Regions from separate parts of the Sus scrofa genome. Here all the other regions are linked to region 1. Evidence: chromatin contacts called from public HiChIP or PLAC-seq data. All regions are on one chromosome and are shown on one strand. Each heading gives the region's core, a stretch centred on a gene start, on an enhancer-like site or on the middle of the called end of the contact. The rest is flanking DNA. Distances are from core to core; before and after follow the strand shown.

Region 1 (3,440 bases), core at 93-2,592:
ATTGCATTTGTATTTGTTCCTCCATCTAAATATTTGATGCTTTTTTAGTGAAATTTTTTTTGAGTCTTTCATTTCCCATATGCCGCCAGGATCCCAGAGATGTAAAATACCTTGGGTGCTTGTGGTGGGAAGAGATTGCAGATCACCTTCATTTGACCTGCTCCGTTCACCAAAGCAAAACAGCGTTTTTAAACCCCATCTCCTACCCCTGCAGGGGCACAGCTGAGCAGTCTTATCTCAGCTTGTGATAATTGTGCATCCAAGCACACATTTCTAGTCCTTTTCATACACATCTCATTCGGCTTCTGCATCTCCTTTCCTGTGGTCTCCTCCTCTAAATACTGGTGTTCCCTAGGTCCCCGGACTCATCCTGCTTCTCTTTTCTCTCTATTCCATCTGCCTAAGTGATCTCATGCATCCCATGGCTTTCCTTTTTTTGGGGGGGGGGCTCACCCTTGGCATATGGAAGTTCCCAGGCTAAGCATCAAATCGGAGCTACAGCTCCCAGCCTATACCCCAGCCACAGTAATGCCAGATTCAAGCCATGTCTGCAACCTACACCACAGCTCACAGCAATGCCGGATCCTTAACCCACTGAGCAAGGCCAGGGGACCAACCCGCATACTCAGGGATACTAGGCAGGTTCGATTCCGCTGCACTATGACGGGAACTCCCCATCCCAAACACACACTGCCCAATCCCAAATATGAATCTCCAGCCTTGACCTGCCTCCTAAGCTCCAAATCTGTATACTCAATCTCCTACTTGACATTTTTACCTGAACATCTTCCAGGTAAAACTAGTAAAAACATTTATTCTAATGTGGATTTTTTTTCTTTTTTTAAAGTTTTATTGAAGTATAGTTGATTTATAATGCTTTGATAATCCCCATTGCACAACAAGTGATTCAGTTATACACATGCACATATCCACAGGCATGTGCACACAATTGTATATGGAATGGGTGGTCAGTGGGGACCTGCTGTTTAGGGAACTCTACCCAATATTCTGTAACATGGAGTTCCCATTGTGGATCAGCAGGTTAAGAACCCAACTAGTATCTATGAGGATGCAGGTTCAATCCCAAGGCTCGTGAGCTATGATGTAGGTTGCAGATGTGGCTTGGATCCTGAGTGGCTGTGGCTATGGTGTAGGCCTGCAGCTGCAACTCTGATTCGACCCCTAGCCTGGGAACTTACATATGCCATGGGTACCGCCCTAAAAAGAAAAAAAAGAACCATATTACGTAACGTAGACTTGCCGATTTCCACTTCTCCTTTTACCGCTACCCACGGCCAGGTCCCTTCCCCTTCCTCTCTAGGTTAGTCTGTTGCTTTATGTAGTACATAGCCTTGCATACAGGGCACTGAATATCATAAAACTCTCCTGACTGCTCAAACCAGACGGCCGTCATGGGTTCTGACGCACTTCCTGACCCTCCAACGCCAATTCTTGAACAAGGGTCATCGTTTCTGCTTCCAAATGAACTCTTGCATCTGTCTGCTTGTCTTCAGTTCCACTCCCACACCCAAATCTAAGCTGGCACCATCCCCTGTCAAGACGAAGGCGACAAACTCCCCACCTGCTACCAGAACTGCCCCTTGAAGAACTAGGCTTAGACTAGATGGCAGCAAGAAACTCAAAGTGTCCTCCCTTTTACTGGTTAGTGGGCATCCACCCCTGTACAGAGAGTAGAAAAAAAAAAAGTTGTCACTGTGACCTGCCAGGCCCTGTATGAAGTGTGTCCTCTGTACCTACCCATATTCAGGGCTGCCCTGTCCCACCTCCTTCTCAAAGTCACGCTGTGCCACTCCCCCCACCCCGTGACACCATGCTCAGGTCTTGGCAACTAATGCTTCCTCTGCCTGTGATACTCTTCCCTTGGCGTTGTGTTTTGTTTCGTTTCTGTTTTGACACGTTACAAACGTATAACACACACCTACCTACCTACCTACCACTGAAAATGAATGTTCACATTTTGCTCTTTTCCTTCAGATTTTCATGTTAAAAAAATGGAACACTATAAAGTCACTTTGGTTCTTCTTCCCCCAGGTCCCAGGCCCCTTCCTGCTTCCTCGGAGTGAGTGATGGGTGCGTGCGGTTGGCTCCCTGCCCTGCCCCACTTCTCCCTCTTTCTTTCTGAACTCAATCCTGGCTCTGTGAAGGCCCTCTTCACACCCCAGCCTCCCCAACATCCACAAGTGCTTCTGCAAAAGCCAGTGGTGGTGCATTGCAGCCCAGGAGACAGGAGGGCCCTAGAGGCTGTGCTCCGTTTTCCCCCAGGATACACAGTAGGGAGGGACCCGCAGGCCACTTCCCTCTCTGTCCTGCCCTCAAGGGTTTGCCTTAGACAGCGGGACCCAAGAAGCCAGGCTCTCAAATTTCTGACCCAATGCCAAGGCAGGAATTAACTGCATTCTTGTTTGTTCAGTCCTCCTCCTCTGTCATCTGCTCATCTCCCGTATCTGTCTGCTCCAAACAAAAACCAACACCAGCTCACAAATAACAGGAAATAACTTTCTAAATGTCTCCACCTGTCTCCTCCCCAAAAGTGAAAGAAAAAGGATTTTTCCTTTTTATCTAATTGTTTGGGCGAATGTACTATTTGACTCCGATTGTATGTGCCTATACTCAGTGCTGTGCAAAAGACACCCAGGCAAGCTTAAGTCTCCACCAGACACGATTCAGACCTGACCCTTTTCTCCACTCTGCTCGTAGGTTGCGGCATGTTTACTCTCCTATCATCTGTCACGGCTGCTGTCAGCGGCTTCCTGGTGGGATATGAACTTGGGCTCATCTCTGGGGCTCTCCTGCAGATAAGAACCTTGTTGGCCCTGACCTGCCACGAGCAGGAGATGGTGGTGAGCTCCCTCCTCATCGGGGCCTTACTGGCCTCTCTTGTCGGAGGGGTCGTGATTGACAGGTACGGAAGAAGGGCTGCCATCATCCTGTCGTCCTGCCTGCTTGGAGTTGGAAGCCTGGTCTTGATCGTCACTTTGTCTTATGCGGCTCTCATAGTGGGACGCATTGCCATAGGGGTTTCCATTTCACTCTCTTCCATCGCTACCTGCGTCTACATCGCAGAGATTGCTCCCCAACACCGACGAGGGCTTCTCGTGTCACTGAACGAGCTGATGATTGTCATTGGCATTCTTTTCGCCTATGTTTCGAATTACACATTTGCCAACATTTCCCACGGCTGGAAGTACATGTTCGGTCTCGTTATCCCCTTGGGAGTTTTGCAAGCCATTGCCATGTACTTTCTTCCTCCAAGTCCTCGGTTTCTGGTGATGAAGGGACAGGAGGAAGCTGCTAGCAAGGTTCTCGGAAAGTTGAGGGCCGTCTCCGATCCAACGGAAGAGCTCACGGCGATAAAATCTTCCCTGAAAGATGAATATCAGTACAGTTTTTGGGATCTCTTCCGGTCAAAGGACAACATG
Region 2 (3,438 bases), core at 386-2,885, 670 kb before region 1:
AGCACTAACATACACAATGACTATACATTTTTGATTGCTTCAAAGAGTCTTTGCTATTCTCTAGAAAGAATGCAACTGCCTTAGCAATTGCAACACCACTCTGTATAAAATGCACTCCAAAGGAGTCCAAGCTGTTATACTGAGGTCAAAATGGGCAGGTTTACAATAGTATTTTATGTCAGAATGATTACACATGGCTTTAGAAAGTAAATCCTTGTTATCTCATCTCAATATCATTTTAAAAAATACAGTTCAATATATAGCTGAGTAAATTTATGGACAAGTTACTTTGTTAGACTTCTCTGAGAATGCGAAGATGACCAAGACTGAAAAACTAACATTTAGGGCTTTATTCCAGAACACAGTGGAGTGGGATTCTCTTACAGAAAATGATGTGAGGCAAGGTGAGAGGAAATGGTAAACTAATACACAAATAAGGGGGAATTTAATAAGCATAGATGAGCTATAAATAAAATGTGGTGTTGATCCTTCCTTTTCCAGCTCTACTTGTCCTTGGTAGCTCTGGCCTCACCAACATGTGTAATCTGGAAAAGTCTTGTCATCTGAAGTCACATACTGAGTAGGTGGGGGTTAGTTTCTTCTAGACTCGATGGTTACTCCTGTATCTGAGCTCCACTCTGAACTCCTGAGCCCTTGTTAGGGTCTAGCCTCTTCTCTGAGGGCATGACTATGCTCCCCAAATACTCAGCTACGGTCTGAGTTGAAGGAGGTATTCAGAATTGAAGTAGGTATTCCCCTCATTTACAGAGTTTGAATACTTTCCTTTTGGAAGAAGTGCCAGGGCGCTAATTGCAGAAGTTCCTTTCTGCAGCAGATAAATCTAATCATATTTTCTGGTGTTATATGAATACTCATCAACATGGGATCATCTTGCCTATGGTAAATATTTCGAATGGGATTTCTAAAGTTAGTCAACATATCTGAAAATGGATATGCGACTTGAACAGAAAACTTACCAAGTTTCTTTCTCTTCTTCTTTTTGGATTATTCTTAATGAGATTTTACAGATTTTTTTTTTAACACAGAAAAATTACTAATTATTTTAATGTTAAGATTGAATTGAAAAAATTAGCATGTTTCCTCTCTAACTCCTACTTCATATCTAGCACACATTCTACAAAGGTACCTAAGGGTTGAAGAGATTGGTAAAAATCCAATAAACTGAATAATTTGAATACATTTTTTCCCAACAAAAGAAGTGATTGTAGTGAAGTTAAAGCAATTTAATTCCAATCATAGAATTTGTTATTGAATCTGCTCCCTGATAACAGGTGGCAACATTTGTTACAGGATTGGAGGGAAAGGAGCCAGTAGAAGCCACCCCTGGCACCTTCTGACCATCTGTAGTTACCGCTCAGATTCCTATTATATTACTGTATCTGATCCACAACATTAGTGTTGTTTAGAAAAGTAAGGGGAAGAAAAAAAAAAAAAAGCAGGTAGGGGGAAAATGAGGGCTCATGCAAAACCAACCTTAGAGTTGGAGAGGCACAGAGAAGTCTTTGAAGGATTAAAGATGACCTTCTCTGAGGACACACTCCTCTTCTCCTAGACGTCTGTCACACTGCCCCAGCTGATGTAGAAGCAAGTCACAAGGCTGAGGTCATGTGAATTCTGGGATCTGGGGCTGCTGACTCAATGCTCCCATGGAGGCGTACACTGAAGCCCTGCATGTGCACTGTCCTGAAACTGGGTGGAGATGGGGGGTGGCTCTGCCTCTGCTAAGAAACTAGTGGGAATTATTTTAATTCTAGCTCTGTCCTTCTAGCTAGCTGCATAGACAGTTTACTTAATTTATGTGTCAGTTTCCTAGAAGGGTTGTTTTGAGGATTTGTGTAAAATATCCAGCATAATGCCTGGAGTTAGCAAGGTTTTGATATATGGTAGCGCTGATGAGGATGATGATTATGATGGTGGTGGTGGTGGTGGTGATGAGGAAGGGGAGGTGGGAAAGGGATAAAGATGAGAAGGATGATTCAAAGAACCAAACATTGGCTAAGATCTGGCTTGAACCCAGCTCACTATTCAGATCAAATATTTTCTTTCTGGCACTGAATATGACCAGGAATTACGATGCACTTTCCTGTTTTTATAAGATTTCACACACACACACACACACACACACACACACACACACACTTGCTATCATATCTAATCTCATATTAAAATTCATAAAAACAAAGAATGGCAGTCTTCAAACAAAACTGAGTTATTACAAAACACGTCTGGATGAAACAATTTTAATTTTAAACTAGATTTCCTTTACCTCCTTTTTTTTTTTCAAGGAGTGAGAGAGAATTTTCCATACTTAAGTAGGAAATTTTAAACATTCTAGAAAGAAAACATACAACAAAATTAGCAGATGATCTTGGCTTTTGACTAATTTCTACATCAAAAAATAAAATTGATAAATATTTTTGCTCAACATTACAAAAATGTTCAGCCGTATACATCATTCAAGATGATTTCTAGTAGCATCCTTTTCTGAGAAGCCCTCAAATAAAGGCACTAGCCTCATGGTGGTGGGTAGAGACATTGAGAATCAGAGCGAGTATAGAACAAACCTATAGCTTTCATTTGGGAATCCTTCCAAGTTGGGGTAGAGGTGGGACTGGGAGACATATTCTAAGTTCATACAGCAAGTTTAACTGGATTTTGTTCTAGTCATATTGCTGCACATATCTTTATTAGTGCTTATTTAATAGCATCACAAGGAACAGTTCTCTGTTCCACTGGGCTGCATATTCTTTGCAAAATAGTGCATCAGTGTGAGATGGGGTGGAGGGCTTGGGTGGTGAAATTGTAGTTAATTCATTATTGTGTTTCCTGGGCTGAGTCTTATTTGGCACTTAGGATAGGTGCTCAATGAATGCTTGAATAAATAATTCAATAGAAGATTGAATGAAAAAAAGCAATATGCTTTCTGTTTTCATTTTCCCCTCAGTACCTAATTTGGTCTATGGTTGGCTTAGGTAAAGCTAATGGCAGCCCACTGCATGCCAAGACTGGACCATCTTGTAACCAAATTGCTTATGAAAGCAGTCTGAAGTGGATGGTACAGACTTTGAGACCAAATATCAACAGTGCTGTAAGCCAACAGGTACCATTAGGAGAGGGAAAAAAAGCTTTGAGGAAATTTAATAATAAAATTCAAGATTGCCATCAAGTTTATTGATTCAAAACTCAAGAAGTTTACAATTTTCAAAAAAGCTTTTCTTGGCAAATTATATCCTGAGAGTTGAGCACATAGTAGTAAATTCATAACTAAGATTACTGAGAGAATAAAAGTTGCAGGTAGGGGTATTACATTAGGACTTTTTGGATGAGTAATGTACTCACAGAGATAAGCTTTATTGCAGAAAACTGATTAACAAGTTTATTGTCTGTACAGTGGTGTTCTTGTTGAATGCTGAGGAT
Region 3 (3,122 bases), core at 459-2,958, 700 kb before region 1:
TAGCACAGACTACAATGGTATCTTATTGTATATAAATTCCAGGTTCTCCAGGATGGCATCTAAGGATCTTCGCATTGTCTTTGCAAAAGCATGGAAAAAGGAGACCTGATGCTTGAATGAAGGTAGTTAAAAAGAAACAATAGCAGGACTTGCAGGATTGTCTTTTGAAGCAAGATTTTGGTAGGTATTCTAATTATTATTTTTTTTAATTTTTTTCTTTTTTTTCTTTTAGGCATATGGTAGTTCCCAGGCTAGGGGCAGAATCTGCGCTATAGCTGCCAGCCTACACGACATCCACAGCAACTCCAAATACTAGGCATGTCTACAACCTATGCAGAAGCTCATGGCAAGATCCTTAACTCATTGAGCAAGCCTAGGGATCTATCCTGTGTCTTTGTGGATAATAGTCAGGTTCATTACTGCTGAGCCTTGACAGTAACTCCTGTATTCTAATTCCTAACTGCCTTTTGGCAGCTCTTCCCATTTGCTTTCTTGGGCTCTTTCTTTTGGTGAATACAGTAGACTATTTGCTATTCTTTATCAAACCATGTACTTTCTTGACTCTGGACACTTGTTCTTGCTGTTCCCCCTGCCAATCATGCCATTCCCACCTCTCTTTACAAACCAAAGACCTACCTACCTTCAAAACTTAAGTCCAATGTTTTCTATTTTTTGAGCAGCTTTTTGTAATCTAAGCAAAATGATTTTTCCCCTTCCCTTTGAGCTTACTTGTAATAGAGCACTCGTCATATAAGAAAATTGTTTGTTGATGTATTTTGTTTTCTAACTCCAAAATTAGGATCCTAAGGGCAGGGGAACTAAGAGATTAGTAAATGGTTGAGAACACCAATGATGAGTGAATAGATGTACCTGTCTGAAATTAGCTCACATGCTTGTTCACAGAACTGTCTTGGGAAACACCCAGAATTATTTCAAAGGCAACAAAAGTGTCCTGGTTTGTTGGTAGGTGGGGAAATACAAGGGTTATATCAGCAAGGCTGAATGAAAAGCGTAGTCTGGATCTTCACAAGAAAGCATATTTCTTTGATTAAACACATCAATTGGCAAAAGCCCCCAATCATGGTTAAGAGTGTTATTTTGCTGAAAACTCAAATCAAGAAACACTCAAAGGAAAACAGCCATGATGGGTATCGTCCTTGAGGTGGATTTTTTTTTTTTTTCTTTTTGATTTTTAGGGCCGTACCCTTGGCATTTGGAAGTTCCCAGACTAGGGGTCGAGTCAGAGTTGCAGCCTATGCCCCAGCCACAGCAACATGGGATCCTTAACCCACTGAGCAAGGCCATGGATCAAACCCACATCCTTATGGGTACTAGTCAGGTTCATTACCACTGAGCCACAACAGGAACTCCAGTGGTGGATGATTCTTGATGGCTGTGTTGAAATTTTGGCTTAAGAGGAGAAAAATGCTAGTGGGCAAAGGAGTTAGGGGAGAGAGTTCCACGGGGAAATGCTGGGTTTTGGAAAACTCAGAGAAGAAAAGGATCCAGAGATATAGTCTTGGGAGATCTGGAACAGCAGAGATGGGCAAGTGGGACGTTTTTCATCCCCTTGGATGAGCTGAAGCACAGCTCCCCTAGAAAATTCTGATAAATTGCCACTAGATGACGCTGTTTCCTCATTAGGCAGATAGGATGTCACCAGGGTGGCCCCACTCCACAGAGGCAGGAGTGTCAGCCTCAGGGCCTAGGATCTGCTTCCAGCTCTGCTCTCTGCAGAACGAGGCCTGGAAGGAACGGACCTCTGAGGCTGGAGGGATCTTTCATTTGTAAAACAAACCAACAAACAAAATCCTGGACTGGGTCATTTCTAAGGTCTCTCCAATTACTTTTTAAATTTCTTTTTTTTTTTTTTAATTCAAACCTCAGTGACGCCTTTTATGTGAATAAACACTTTGTACAAACATATCAATTTTTATTTAACAAAATCTCATTTAGATACATAAACTCTGTACACCATGGCACACCTGTGTGGACTGGTATCCCTTCTGGGCCTAAACATTTCTCACGTTAAATCTTATTTCTGCCCTCAAAGAACTGTGGAGCTAGAAAGAATCTTAGAGGGTGCGCGTTTCTGTCCTTTAGTTTTCATATCTAATATCTAAGCATAAGCTTCTCTGGGGGGGCGGGGTAGAATCATATCTTGCCCATCGCCACCCCCTTTTAGGGGCCATAGTTCCGCAACTACGACTTGTGCTCCAGGGCTGTTCTGCCTTGCATTCTCTTATGCAGGCTATTTGATATCACATGTAGGTTTTGAAGCTCTATCAAAACGTACTTGACCACTGAATAAAATGAATGGCATGGAACACCTCTCTACTGGGTTTGAGCTACTTTTCTCGCCTACTCTTGGGACAGGATTCTACAAACAGTGCTTTGCTCTGTGTTTGGCTCAGATGGGTTCAGTTAGGTGGGGCTTAAACTCTAAGGCAAGAATATGGTGCTGGGTTGAATGCTGTAACTGTGTCTATCCCTTCCCCCCAACTCCAGAGGAAGTCCCCAACTCCAGAGGAAGTCCCCCAACTCCAGGTCTCTGCCTCGTGCTTATCCTTCCTGGAGCCCCCGTCATTTTCACGCACAGAAGGGCTGCTTTTCCTGGTGAGTCCTCAAGGTCATTGGTCTGCTGCTTCCTATAGTAATCGTAACAACAATTTATCTCCTGTAAACAAAACAGCATATCCTTAACCTACATACCACGGTTAAAATAGTATCCTAGTAGGACAAGAGTTGCTGACTGTGAAAGAAAATGGGCAAAAATAAGGGAAAAAGAAATAAGGTTTGAAAACTCAGATGTTTTATTCCATGTCTTATAGATGGCAGTGATATCTATTTCTGCCTGAAAAAGAGGATGGACTTCAATTTTGTTCTTCCATTTTCTTTATACAGCTTCATGAAGACAGTTTTTAGTAGGTATTTAAGAAAAAAGGACAAGCATGCAATGACTCCTGAATGTACTGATGACCCCCTAATGATCTCCCAGGGACCCAGAAATTCCTCTCACCAGATCAGTTCAGACCCCGTGTTCACAGTTAACAAGGTTTCATTAGGGCTGAAAAAAAAATTTGCCTTTGCTTCCAAACATGAGCTAAGCTCTGATAGGGCCC

Evidence for each region. HiChIP or PLAC-seq counts read pairs in DNA pulled down with a chosen protein or histone mark.
Region 2: a contact with region 1 is called in an H3K27ac HiChIP or PLAC-seq map of alveolar macrophages. The contact joins two enhancer-like sites. A contact is called at or near these places in 1 of 5 promoter capture datasets (fetal liver) and 1 of 2 datasets of contacts at active chromatin or transcription factors (alveolar macrophages).
Region 3: a contact with region 1 is called in an H3K27ac HiChIP or PLAC-seq map of alveolar macrophages. The contact joins two enhancer-like sites. A contact is called at or near these places in 1 of 5 promoter capture datasets (fetal liver) and 1 of 2 datasets of contacts at active chromatin or transcription factors (alveolar macrophages).

The regions. Positions count from the first base shown.
Region 1 is chr1:29,853,224-29,856,663 of Sscrofa11.1, forward strand. It overlaps SLC2A12 (solute carrier family 2, facilitated glucose transporter member 12), which reads left to right. Exons shown (of 5, transcript XM_003121191.6): 2 at 2,719-3,440. Among named protein-coding and RNA genes, the nearest start is that of SLC2A12, 19 kb to the left of the region's middle. Within about 2 kb of position 1,343, at least 7 of the 83 cell types and tissues checked have an H3K27ac peak or open chromatin away from gene starts, as enhancers often do. A contact at or near this core is called in alveolar macrophages, where this site is marked.
Region 2 is chr1:29,185,391-29,188,828 of Sscrofa11.1, forward strand. No RefSeq gene overlaps it. Among named protein-coding and RNA genes, the nearest start is that of ALDH8A1, 130 kb to the left of the region's middle. Within about 2 kb of position 1,636, at least 5 of the 83 cell types and tissues checked have an H3K27ac peak or open chromatin away from gene starts, as enhancers often do. A contact at or near this core is called in alveolar macrophages, where this site is marked.
Region 3 is chr1:29,150,488-29,153,609 of Sscrofa11.1, forward strand. No RefSeq gene overlaps it. Among named protein-coding and RNA genes, the nearest start is that of ALDH8A1, 91 kb to the left of the region's middle. Within about 2 kb of position 1,709, at least 18 of the 83 cell types and tissues checked have an H3K27ac peak or open chromatin away from gene starts, as enhancers often do. A contact at or near this core is called in alveolar macrophages, where this site is marked.